Linked DNA regions of Rattus norvegicus: region 1 is linked to region 2. The links are chromatin contacts, called in public Hi-C maps. All regions are on one chromosome and are shown on one strand. The core of a region is the stretch at or near the end of the contact, and the rest is flanking DNA. Distances in the headings are between cores, read along the strand shown.

Region 1 (6,259 bases), core at 2,025-4,524, 140 kb before region 2:
AGCCCGGATGGGATGTAGGCTCCTCGCTCTATATGCAAGGGTGTCAGAGCGAGGCGTATAAAAGCAGAGTCTGCTCGGGGTCCCTCTTGCCTCTCCCACCACTGAGATGCCAGTGCGGAAGCCCCTGCGTTTGTTAAGGAAAGCGCCGAGCAGGGCCTGGTGCATTCTGCATCATCCCTGAGCCCTGCACTCAGAACGGAGCCTGCGGTTCACTGGTGCAACGAAGCCCTGAGGAGTGAATTGCTGTCATCAAAGCCAAGATGGACCACAAGCGACTGGCTTTTAGAACATCAGGGGCCCTGTGTACCCTGGATGCTCTCTGAAGTAAAACGAGCCTGGGTAGCTGTTGATCCTTAGCTCTTGTGCCAGTCCAAGGTCAATACCCAGCTCTGAGGCTAGTATCAAAATACACACATACTCAGCCCTTAAGGTGCTTGCCACATGGATGTTTTTACGTTTCTGGAACTATGATAAAACAATATGACCAAGGCAGCTTCTAGAAGGAAGTACGTAGGCTTTATGGAGCCCAAGGGTTAGAGTCCATGACGGTGGAGCATAGGCACAGCTGCAGAAACAGCTGAGCGCTCACCTCTCAAACCACAAGCAGGAGACAGAGAGAACTAACTTGAAATGGCATGAGTTTCTTGAAAATTCAAAGTGATATGCTTGCTCCATCAGGGAAGCCCTTTAATTCTCCCCAAACACCCACCAATGGGAGATCAAATATTCAAATGTCCAAGATTTGTGGGGAATTCCTCCTTCAAATCGTCACACCACACAGGCTCAAAAATTTGAATTTGCTTCCTGAAACCAAGTTTAAAAAAAAACCAAATAAGCAAAGTGTTGCGAATTCATAATCTCAGCACTGGGAAAGCAGAGACAGAAAGATCCCTGGACTTACTGACCAGCTAGCCTAGCCTAATTGGTGAGCCCCAGGATGATGAGGGACCCTGTCTCAAAAACAAGGTAGATGATGTTGACCAGTGCCCTCCCCCATACACACGTGCATGCACATGCATCTACTGAAGTACTTTTTAGTATTATCCAATATGAAGGAAAATACTTTTGTGTTAAAAATGACTATTTTGGGATTGGAGAGATGGCTCAGCAGTCAAGAACACTTGCTGCTCTTGCAGAGGACCAGGTTTGGTTCCCAGCACCCACATAATGGCTCACAACTGTCTGTGACTACCCTCCAGAAGAAATAACACCCTCTTCTGGCCTGCCTGGGAACTGCACTCATATGGTGCACAAAATAAATGTAGGCAAAAGACCTATGCATATAAAATCTTAATTTGTTTTTGCATTTTGTTCCAAACACTAACATATTTATTTCTTTTTTGTTTTTTTCTTTTTCCTTAAAAAAATGTGCATGCGTGTTTCACTAGGATCTGTGTCTTGTACCACCAAATGCAGTGCCTGTGGAGGCCAGAAGAGGGCTCCAGACCCATGGCTAGAGTAACAGACCCATGCTGGTGCTGGGAACTGAATCTAGGTTCTCTTCAAGAGAAGAGGTTACCTTAATGACTGAGCATCTCTCCAGCCTCTCGCCTCTCTTCTCTCTCTCTCTCTCCTCTCTCTCTCTCTCTCTCTCTCTCTCTCTCTCTCTCTCTCTCTCTCTCTCTCTCTCCTTTCTTTCTTCCTTTTAAATATCCTATTTTTTAAAAAATAATTCCATGAGAATTGTTTTCTTTAGGAAGGCTAGCAATTTTGTGTTAGCTCTTACAGAGACTTTACATCTGCACTGAAGGCTTTGCTCGATCTCTTGTGTGGAAAGCAGTTGGACTCACGCCTGAGTTTCTTCAGGTCTGAGCAGTCCTCCTCCTTGCTTCACTGTTTCCTCTGAGAGCGAGGTCTTCTTCTCTCGGGATCCTGATTTTATTCCCTGCTTCCTGAGATTCTCTTCATCTGCTCCAGAACACGCACAAAGGAAGGCTAGTCTCCATTGGCCCTATTCCAAGCATGACAGCATTCTTTTCTCTTGCAGTTCAGGGAAGCTAACTTGGACTTATGAAAGCTACCACAGCTGGGCTGGGGTGTAGCTCAATGGTAGAGCACTTGCCTGGCATGCACAAAGCCCAGGGTTTGATCCCTTGCATCACAAACAAAACAAAACAAAACAAAACAAAACAAAAGGCAAGTCATTATAACTAATCCTATGTGTCTGGCATAACACATCCTTAGATAAATAATTACAAGTTTGATTGGGTTTCAATAAAACACTTGCCTGAAAATACACTTTAGACTTTACTTGGGGAAGATGTTGTTCTAATGAAGTTAGCTGTACACATCTTCTATTTTGTTTTTATGCCAAACATCTTTCTAGCGTCTTCCATTTCCTAACCTTTCTATGCCGAGGTTCATTTAAAATACTTGGGGTGATGGCAAATGACAGCTAGGTACTTCCAGGCCCCAGCTTTGTGACAAGAGAAGGGTGTGTCCTGTGAGGCCACGTGAACGACACACGAGGCATTTCTTTTTTAGACACCAATTCTTAATTTGCAAGAAGATTGAACTTCCATTCTGTGACTGAAGACTGTTACTGTCCTGAAGGAAGGCTTTGAAATGTTAATCAGATGCTTGTGGGTTCAGAACATTTTCTCCCTCTCCAGGGCCAGCTCCCCCAGCTGTCGTCACAGCCCCTCTCTTTTACCAAACATGGACGCCGTCCAAGTGACTTCACTGTTGAGACCAAGTTGAAATGGTCATTCCAGGGTGACCTGAGGCCTAATGGGTCGCCAGGACTTCTGACTCTTCTGTCCAAGCAACCTGTGACATCTTCCCACCAGTTGACATTTGCCAACATCGCTGGCAATCAGTAGCTCCTGGTTTAGAAATCACCATCTTACTCAGACCTGGACAGGAACTCTGTCTTCTGAGTTTGCTTCCACAAGTCAATTCTATTAGCTTCTGTGATTGAGTTTCTTTGTCCGCTGGGAGAGTGTTTGTTTGTTTGTTTGTTTTCCACACCAGTCAATCCCACCAGCTCCTTCTTTTCATCAGCCATCAAATATTTCATAATTCCTAAGGTTTCACCTGCGGCCACCTTTAATTTGGGATAGGTGTGACTTTTTGTGCGTTACAGACTTTGGGCAGAGCTACTCTAAAAAAAAAATGCTCTAGTTGTCTGTGGTAGCCTTTAAGGAGAATTTTTTGTTGTTTTAAGATTTCGATTATTAATTAACAGAAGAGCTGAGCGGTCGTAGGCTTACCTATTAGAGAGAGTGTTGACTTCGGTGGGAGGCCAGCCACACAACTGCACCTGTAGGCTCCTCGAGCTTCCTCTAATGCCGACATCTTGAAAATATAGTTTAATGATTAAGCCAAGGGACTTTCTAGTTACTGGTTTATATTAAACTACTTAATAACTTACAGATCCTGTGTAAATATTGCCAGTTTTCTCACTAACATTCTTTCTCAGAGCCTAGAATTCTGCATTCCAGTCAGATGTCCCAACCCATGAAGTTCCTTCTAGGTGTGACAATTCCTCGGTCTCTCGTGTTGCCTTGAAGAATACTAGTCATTCATTTACCACGTCTATTAAATTAAATTACTTTGGTGAGCCCTTGAGTTTAGGTTAAGGCTTTCTCTGTTTGGTACAATGCTATATATGTATGTGTTCTTAGTGAATTATATCTAGATATGTCTTATAAATGATGATGTTAATTTTCATCACGTTATGAAGATAGTATCTAATTTTTTTCCAACATAAAGGCACTATTTTCTCACTTATAATTGACAAGTATCTTTTTTGTACATATACGTACGTGTCTGTATGTCAGTGTGTGGGTTGTGGTGGTTGTGGGTGAGTGGGCACTTATAGTCTGTGGGTGTGGGTGTGCACATGGAGGACAAAAGTCAACTGTGTGTACCTTTCCTCAAAAGCTGTTCATTTTGTTTTGTTTGTTGGGCAGGGTTTCTTACTGGCCTGGAGGTCACCATGTGGACAAGGCTGGCTGACCAGTGGAGGTCACCATGTGGACAAGGCTGGCTGACCAGTGGAGGTCACCATGTGAATGAGGCCTCTGCCTGCCTCTGCCTTCTACATTGTTCTGGGATTACAAGCTCGAATCACATGCCTGGGCTTTTCCACATAGTGTTGGAGGCTGGAGCTCCGTCCTTAGGCCTGCATGGTCCCCAGATGAGCATCTGATTAGGAGCTCACATGGACCCCATGCAACCATTCCATTCCTGTCAAGTGTCCACCCGCTGATTGGAGAGCCTTGATGGCTCTCCCAGCAATTCACACTTAAAGCTGTCTCGCCTAGCAGTGAGTTCTGTCTCCTGTTTCCTTCTACTCTGTTACTAGAATCCTGTTGTAAGAAGAGCTGCTTTTCTTCCCTCTTTTAATATACGAGTTGAGTTCACAATTATTAACTTCATTTTTAATACTGCTGTGTGTTTTATTCTTCAGATTATCCCGTCTTTGGCTGTTGGGAGTTCCTTTGAGTTGGACCCAATGTTCTTTTAGAACATGTTTGAGGCGCTTACATACTTTACAATTAGTTCGCAGTGCTCCAGGCACATTTTGTGTTTTCTCCCACCCAATCCTGGGATCAACCACTTTCCTGAAGAAATTCTAGCTTTTAAAAAAAATCAATAATGGTGTTTGAAAACCAAGACCTGGATACTGGCTGTGCTTTTCACGACAAGTATGTTGGATGCTATTCAACTGTAGGTCTTCTAGGTGGACAGAATTAGGAAGTATGTGTATATATTACACATACATTTATAATTATATAATATTCATGAATCTCTTTTAATTTAACTTTAATTAAGAGATTCATTTTCTCTTCCTTCCTTCCTTCCTTATTTTCTTTTTTCCCTTTTTCTTTTTTGCTTTTTTTATGAGATATTTTCAAATCAAGAACAGACTTGTTATTCTGGGACTTGGTACCTACTTCAGTGTCTGGTGGTGTGAGAACGCCCAAGGCTCCATCCAGCATAATCAATACTCCTGAGAAAAAGGAATTGAAAAGGCTGTGCTCCCTCTAGTGGTAAAATGGAGTACCCGACGATTCAGGTTGTGGGGAGGACTTGAATGTATGAATGAGTTTAGCAGAGTAACCAACAATTAATTAAGCAGATTGACCCATGGGGTAAAATAGATAAGCAGATTGAATTAGTATGCGACTCCTCTGTAGCATAAACGACCCCTCCGGGCCAACGCTTGGCTGGGCAGTTTACTACCATGGCACAAACGCTGTTTTCCAAAACGTATTCACACAGATCTTCTCTTTGGGTGTGCCTAACAAGTTTTCCAGGCAGACAGAAAGAACCCTGTTTTATTGCTTACACTCCACAAACAAGAAGCCAGCCTCGAAACGGTTAAATGGGTTGCCAAGTTAACAGGGCTTGCCTGGGATGGAGCTTGAGTTCAGAGTGTTTGGTGGAAGAGCAGGTCTGTTTGGTCATTGACAGTCTTCTGCTAAAAGATTTTAAAACATCTAAAACATTTCACTACAGTGTGTGTGGCGGGGGGGGGGGGGATTGGGGTGGCAAACAAGTAAAAAACCAGAAAATCCTAACCCATAATTGTAGAAGGAAGAAACCTACATTTGGACTCTTGGAAGTATTTTTAGCAGTTCATAAAAAGTAAGAAAAAAGACAAGTGTGACTATCTGTGACGCCCTTTATCAGGTTAGCACCCAGTTAAACCAGGTCAGAGGAGCTTTGTAAATACAAACTCCAGACTCTCAATGAACTTCCTACCACCAGGTGTGGCCTGAGATACACCAGTCTGGGAAGCTAGCCACCATAAACCCCCAGGGGCCTCGGAAGAGCCTATAACCACCTCATCTGCCTGTATTGTCCCTGGTCTTTTTAGAGGCCTCTTTTCTTTGGCTGAACAGAGATCGCTCACCACTGATCACTCCTAACTAGAAGGAGACACAGCCCCTCATCTTCATTTACCCAGGTTTGAAGCCAAGAAAGAGGCTGATCAATAGATTCATCATTCTGCAATCATCTGAGAGGCCAGCAAGGTCTCAGGAGCGATATTCAGAAGAACAGACTTGTTATTCTGGGGCTTTGGTATCTAATCTCTGAACCCCCCGCCTCTCATTACAGAGGTAACCATGGGAAGTCATAAAGATGTATCATTCATTTAAAGTGAAAGACTTAATCTTGCCTCTCCTGGGACTTCCTCTATTTGAGAACGCTGACTCAGCATTCTAAAGGACCGAGAGGTGCCAATTTCGAGTTACACTGCAGGGATGAAGCCGTCTCTTTGCTCACGGGGGCTAACGGGAACTCCACA
Region 2 (6,232 bases), core at 2,352-4,851:
TTCCCAGTGAGCTGCCTTTTGTGTTTTCTCTTGTAGGTGTAACATACAGTGCCCAAAAATGCCCTCTTCGTGGACCCTAATACCTCTCCAAAGTATCAAATGCTGGAGAGCAGCCTCATGTTGTCAGCTACGGGCATTTTTTCAGTTGCTCACTCCAGGAATGAACCAGTAGAGCCAGAAGGAAAGATGGAGCCAACAGAGAAAGCAGAAAGGCAGCAAAATAAACTTTTTTAAAGACCTGGGAATCTGTGAAAGGGAGAGAGAAAGAAGGAGGGAAGGGACATCCTGAGAGGAAGAGAGACCCCACCCCTCCCAGAAGTCAGGGGCAGTTCTTAGGAGAATGCTAAGCCTTAGTTTTACAATGTGCGCGCTCCCAGAACATGGCTGGCGATGCAAAAAGCCAGGCAGATAAAACAGAAATAACTCAGAAAAACTGAGAAACGCACAGCGAAACACAATCAGATCAACTATTGAGCAGTCTTCAAAGAACACAAAGGAGCATGCACTCTCTCAGCTCCACACGGGTGCCCTCCACGCTTGTCTTACATCAGTGCTCTTCTTCCTTGACTGTACATCTTGAAACAAACAAAACCCCCATTCCCTAGCAAGAATCATTTAAGAAACTTGTTGTCTAGGTTCCTGTATTAGGAGAAGAAGAAAACAGACATATTCCAAAGGCACTACTGTCATTTATCCTTAGTCTAAAATGGACATTAGAACTTGGAGCAAGCCACAGGCTTGTTTTATTTTTAATGGAATGCAATTACTTAAAAGCCAATACAAAGCCACACTTAAGCTCTTTCAGAATGCTTCTAGATTGAACTTTGCTTTCACAGCATTTGTTTTTACAGAACCTTTGACAGAAATTGGCATTAACATAATATTGGCTATTTTCCCCATTCCTTCATTTTAAAAGTGCAAAGTCCTTTTGGAAGAAGATGTAAAATGATGAAAATGGCTAATAAATGCACGATCACAAATGCAAAATATTCGAAGAACTTACTTTTTAAACTTTCATAATCTGACCAGTTATGTTGGTCATTAATCAGTTTATATTCTTGTCAGATCACATAGAAAAGTCACAGTATCATTCAATAAGAACATGTTTAATGATACAGAATTAATGATAAATTTATTTGCCATATAGTAACTTTATTTGATACAAATGTTTTGTTTCCTCTTTTTCAACAGATCCCAAGGCATACTACTTTTAAATTTTTTCCTAACAAATATGATAGCACTAAAGGACTGCCTATCTACCTAGTCCATTTTTCTGTTTGAAATTGTTAATACATTCCTCCTCGTTTTTGATCATGAATGAATTTTTAAAAGACCTCCCAACTCTTTCTTTTGAAGAGGGAGGTGGAGAAAAAAAAAGACCTTAGGCTACCAAAAGAGCAGTCACTGATCTTTCCGTTAAATAAACTGAACTAGAGCTGGTTCTTCATGATTCCTGTCTTAGAAAATGTAGAAGTCTCACTGAAGAGTTGGGCACAGAAGCTGCTCCAGTGTTCACAGATACCTGACTTTACAAAGTTTTTGTGAAAGAGCTCGCCTGTAGATGAGCGTTACTCCACCATTTACGAGGGTTGTTTGTCAAGACAAAAAATAAGGCGCCTCCTCCCCACAAATTAAAGAATCAAGTTACAATCCATTATTTCATTTCTGATTGTTTTTCTTGGTAATAAGTGGGAAAGTGGATACTGGATAAAAGTCTTCATGGAGCTAAAAAGACTCGACATTAAAGGCTCCAATTAGCTATAAATCAGTTGTCTTTCCTACTGGGGTAGAACAAGAGAGAGAAGAGAGGGGGTGGCTAGAGAAAAGCAGAATTGGAGGAGCTTCCAAATGAAATTCTGAAAAAAGATATCTACTGCAGACTTTCAGGGGCTGTTAGGATAATCTGATCAAACGTGTAAAACAAACCCTCTGGAATCACGTGTGGATCTTGCCTCTTAAGATCTCTAAAGCGCATCTGAAGAGGTTAGGGACCCTCATAAAACAAAACTTTTATGTGCATGCTTTCCTGGCTTGTTCCTAAACCCCGAGATGTGCCACACACTGGCACTATTGTTATGCAAACAATGCCTAAAGGGCTATAACCATTAACGACCTCTCATTAAAATGGCTTTCAAAAATTTGTCACACCATCTAAAAGCTAACAGGTACATTAACTCCACCTAAATCCACATTCAAAAAGACGAATCCTACCGATCCTTATTCTGAAACTCAATGCAACAAAAATTAAGAAACGACGTTTTTGCATTTCTCTTTCGACGTTAACAGTTGTCAGATGCGAGCAACTTAACTTCTCTACATTTCGCGTATCGTCTAATGCTCGCGGTGGAACACTTACCAGCTGTATCTTGTGCGTGCGCTGCATTTAACTGGCAAAAGTTTGCGGTAGGAATGAAAATCAAACAAGAGTATTCTAAAATAAACTCTCAGGAAGTGTGGCTTTAAAGGCTACAGTCGCCTCTTTGCTATTACATTCAATCCCCTTGTGTATGTATTTCACAAATTTCCCTCGTGGATATTTTTTTCCCCCTGAGAACGGTGGTGGTGGAGGATCAATTTACATGGGGCAGCGGGCGTGTATTGCTTTTTAATGCAGTTTAACGACAATAATTCGTGCTTGACAAACTAAGATGTCAGAATTCGTTAGGAAAAAATCATTAGGCTTATCAGTGCAAAAGTGAGCTCCCTAATTTGCGTGAATTCGGTTGTTTTCCCTTTTTCTAAAATGTCCATTGCCTACAAAATCCGGAGGAAATCCTGACTTAGACCTATTGCGTCTCCGCCAGGTCCCCGCGAAGTCTGTGGGACTCGGGTCCTGACAACCCTTCAGCGACTGGGCTCTGAGGGAAGCTAACCCGGCGCGGTCGCACAGCCCTGGATCCGAAGGACCGCCGGGCGACACTGGACTGCAACGCCAACCTGGCGGGGAACCCTGGTCTGCTCTGAGACCGAGGGACTGGGAGAACTGCACCCCGGTATGCGCTGAGGAAGCCCAGAGGAACACCCCTGCCAGCTGGAGCCAGGACTTGGGGACCCCAGAGCAGAACTCCATTTGCTCTGATAAAACTGGGGAATCTCAGAACCGGACCCTGGTCTGCTCTGAGATCTAAGGGACCCCAGAACTAAGCCTCGTTCTGCCCTAGGGACATCTAGGGGACCTCAGGACTGGACCCTAGCCGGTTCTAAGGAGTCGTAGGGATCCCCAGAACCAGACCCAGGTCTGCTCTGAGAAATCCCACCCCCCCAGGCAGTCCCCACGGTCCGCCGCCCCCGGCGGACCCCGCATTGCCTTCTGGTTGGGACCGGTTCCCTCAGACTCTCCCCAAGCCAGGGAGGAACTTCAGAAGCCCGCATCGCGGTCCCCGCGGAGGCGCGGGGATGACAGGCGACCTCCGGGACCCGGTCACCGAAGAGATCTAGAGGACGCTTCTAGGCAGCGTCCGCAGGACGGCTTTACCTTGGTGTACTTGATCTCGAGGTTGGGCGTGGGTGACGGCAGGAGCTGCAGCGAGGCCATGAGCGCGGCGGGGTCGGCCTTCACCTCGCCGGGCATGGCGATCTCGCTGGAAGTCATGGGCGGCCGCGGGTGGGTGTGCGCGGGGCGCTGCGCGGCCGGGGCGCGCTCGCTGTATATAGGCAGGTGTCAAGCGGGGGGCGCTTCTTATTGGACGTGCGGCCCACAGGCGCGGGGGGCCGGCCCATGAGGACATTTGCATACGGCCGTGCGCGGCGCCCGCACGGTCAAGTCCGCGGCCCACGCTCCCGCGGGCGCCCCCGTGGGCCTCGACGGCCGGAGCGCCGCCTCGGCCGGACCGCGCTGGCTGATGGCGGCCCCGCGAGCCTTAAGCGCTGACCGACCCGGAGGAGAGGCGCCCGAGCTCCAGCCCTGCCGAGCTATGCGCCCTTCCTTCCACTCGCTCTCCTCCAACCCCCGCGGTCCGGAGCAGACCGAGAGAGCCTTCGCCCAGGCTTTCACGTGGCGCGAAGGGCGCGTGGCCGCTGGTGGGGTAATAGATGCTCCCCACACTCCGGAGGAGAACCTTCTGGAACCGCCGACGCCGCGCTGGCCCCCGCCAGCCTTCTCAGCCCAACTGCTGCCCTCTGCCGGCCCCGCGGCCTAGCTGTGCCTGAGGCCGTGGGCTTCATCTGCCCTGGGTTAGGTAGTTAGTTCCAGTCCTTGATGTTCTCCTCCCAGCCCTTTCTTTTCCTGATCCCAACCACACCATAAACCCTCGGGATTGTCTGTTGCTCTTCAGGGCATCCTGTCAGACCTCCGGGTTGAGCTTCCCTCTCCATTCCCTTCTCGTCCTACAAGCAGCCTCACAATTAAGTAAAGATGGGCGCTGATCAGGAACAGTTCCCTCCACTTAGCGTGGGAGCGTCACTGGACTAATGTCAGGGCCCCATGTAGACAGCTCCTTATAAGGCTTTCCGCCTCGATCCCTGTGAAAGCCTCACGGTTTTACCCACAGATTCCACCCGTTTTTCTGTGGAAGACTGAACTCCCAAGCAACTGCTTCATTCTTACCTTCATTTTCAGAACTCCTTGACTCAGAATCATTTCTTTGCATGTTGTTTACGACAAAACGCTTACTATAGATGTGGTCATTAACTAAAATTCCCTAATGATTGGTGCTTAAATTCTACGCAGACAGAATGCTGTTGTCTTAATTGAGTTTGTGAGACAGTTTCAGGCTCTGAGAATCTGCCTAAAGTGATCCGAGTGGGCTGCATCGTAGAGCAACAATAGAGCTTAATTTGAGCAGCTGAGAGGTTTCCATTCACAGGGACCATTTATGGCCGAAGAGTATGTCATAATAACCGAATATACTCCCAAGAATCGCTCTTATTTAAACAGTAGAGGACCAGATACTGAGAATAAGAACTTGGTGGGGAGGTAGCTGTGTGGGTAGAGTGCTTGCCTAGAATGCTGGATTCAGTTGCCAGCACCACACAGAACTGGGGTAGTGATGCATGCCTATAATTCCAGCACCCCACCGGGGAGGTGGAGACAAAAGGGTTAGAAGTTCATCCTCCCTTATAGGAGGGAGAACGCGCGCGCGTGCGTGCGTGCGTGTTTGTGTGTTTGCCGTGGGGGCGGGAGGGTGATCTCAGGATTTGGCGAAGGAAGAGCAAAAGCCCCAGAAAATCGTTTTTGTTGCTGTTCTTCGACTTGTTATTGTAGTTTTTGTTTGGAGTGTTTTATTTTTGTTGTTCGTTTGTTTTGTTCAGAGGTATTTTCCCCATCTTTCAAGCAGGGCACAATGCTGGAGGTCACTTTAAAACTAGATGAATCTAGCCTTGCTCCCGGGTAAGCTCAGAACCTTTCCTATAGATCTATAGGATCACTGACTACAGGAGGGACAGCTCTCAGACGTGGAGCAAGGACCTTGGTGCTCCACCTAAAGCCGAGGCTGAGTAACTAGGGAAGCTGACCTTTGCCCTGCTTGTAGCTAGAGAAGTGAAACTTCGCTGGTAGAGGTAGAAAAACTGCCGCAGAGTCTGCAAAGGCACCTGAACCCCTAGAGCTGTGCAAGAATGTTCCAGGGAGTATCAGATGCAACCGGGGGAGCAGCACACAAGGCGGGTAAGGCAGTTAACTCCAGCTTGTGGGAGCCTAAATGCTTCTGGGGATCTTGATGGAAGTACTGAAAACCCATTAGAAGTCTTTGAGGAAGAACGCAAACGGGGAAACTTGTGTTGTGTCGGAAGGCTGAAAATGGTCTGGAAGGATTGCCTAAAAGCATAAGCCGAAAGTTTGCCCCTTTGACCCCTCTCTTACTTGCTAACTGCAATTTGAAAGACCAGTCAGTATGCATGGATCATTATCAACATTTGGTGCAGGTAAATTGAGTTCTGTCTTGGGAGTTAAGGGTGTGTATTTTGACTTAGCATCTCTGGACATCTCCTAGGTCATGCTCAATGACAGCTGGTTTGGATGGTTCCCTCGTGGCCCCTTTCCCTTAACACTTTGTAATTAGACGGTGAAGTGATAGTACAGGACCTGAGTCTTCTATTTCCCATCTGCCTTTCTCGGTCCCTAAAACAACACTAGGCACTGTAAAGCATTCCTATTGGCTGTTCCGAGACAAAAGTATTGTAGCTGTCCACTCCCACAGTGGACAGACCTTCTGACCTTCTCCAAGTAGAGAGCACTTTTTTTTTTTTGAAGCTGTAAGCTTCCTTACTTGTCCCATCGTTTGCTATGCATGTT

The links. Hi-C and Micro-C count contacts between places; a contact is called where the count stands out from the background.
Region 1: a Hi-C map of kidney shows a contact between it and region 2, with 2.9 times the contacts expected there. The contact joins the enhancer-like site here to the promoter of Aldh1a2 in region 2. A contact is called at or near these places in 5 of 12 Hi-C or Micro-C datasets (the Rat2 cell line, Schwann cells, frontal cortex and 2 more).

What each region holds. Positions count from the first base shown.
Region 1 is chr8:80,897,021-80,903,279 of GRCr8, reverse strand. No RefSeq gene overlaps it. Among named protein-coding and RNA genes, the nearest start is that of Polr2m, 120 kb to the left of the region's middle. Within about 2 kb of position 3,274, at least 2 of the 93 cell types and tissues checked have an H3K27ac peak or open chromatin away from gene starts, as enhancers often do. A contact at or near this core is called in kidney, where this site is marked.
Region 2 is chr8:80,756,010-80,762,241 of GRCr8, reverse strand. Aldh1a2 (aldehyde dehydrogenase 1 family, member A2) reads right to left here and starts at 3,601. Exons shown (of 14, transcript NM_053896.2): 1 at 3,476-3,601. The coding sequence starts at 3,592.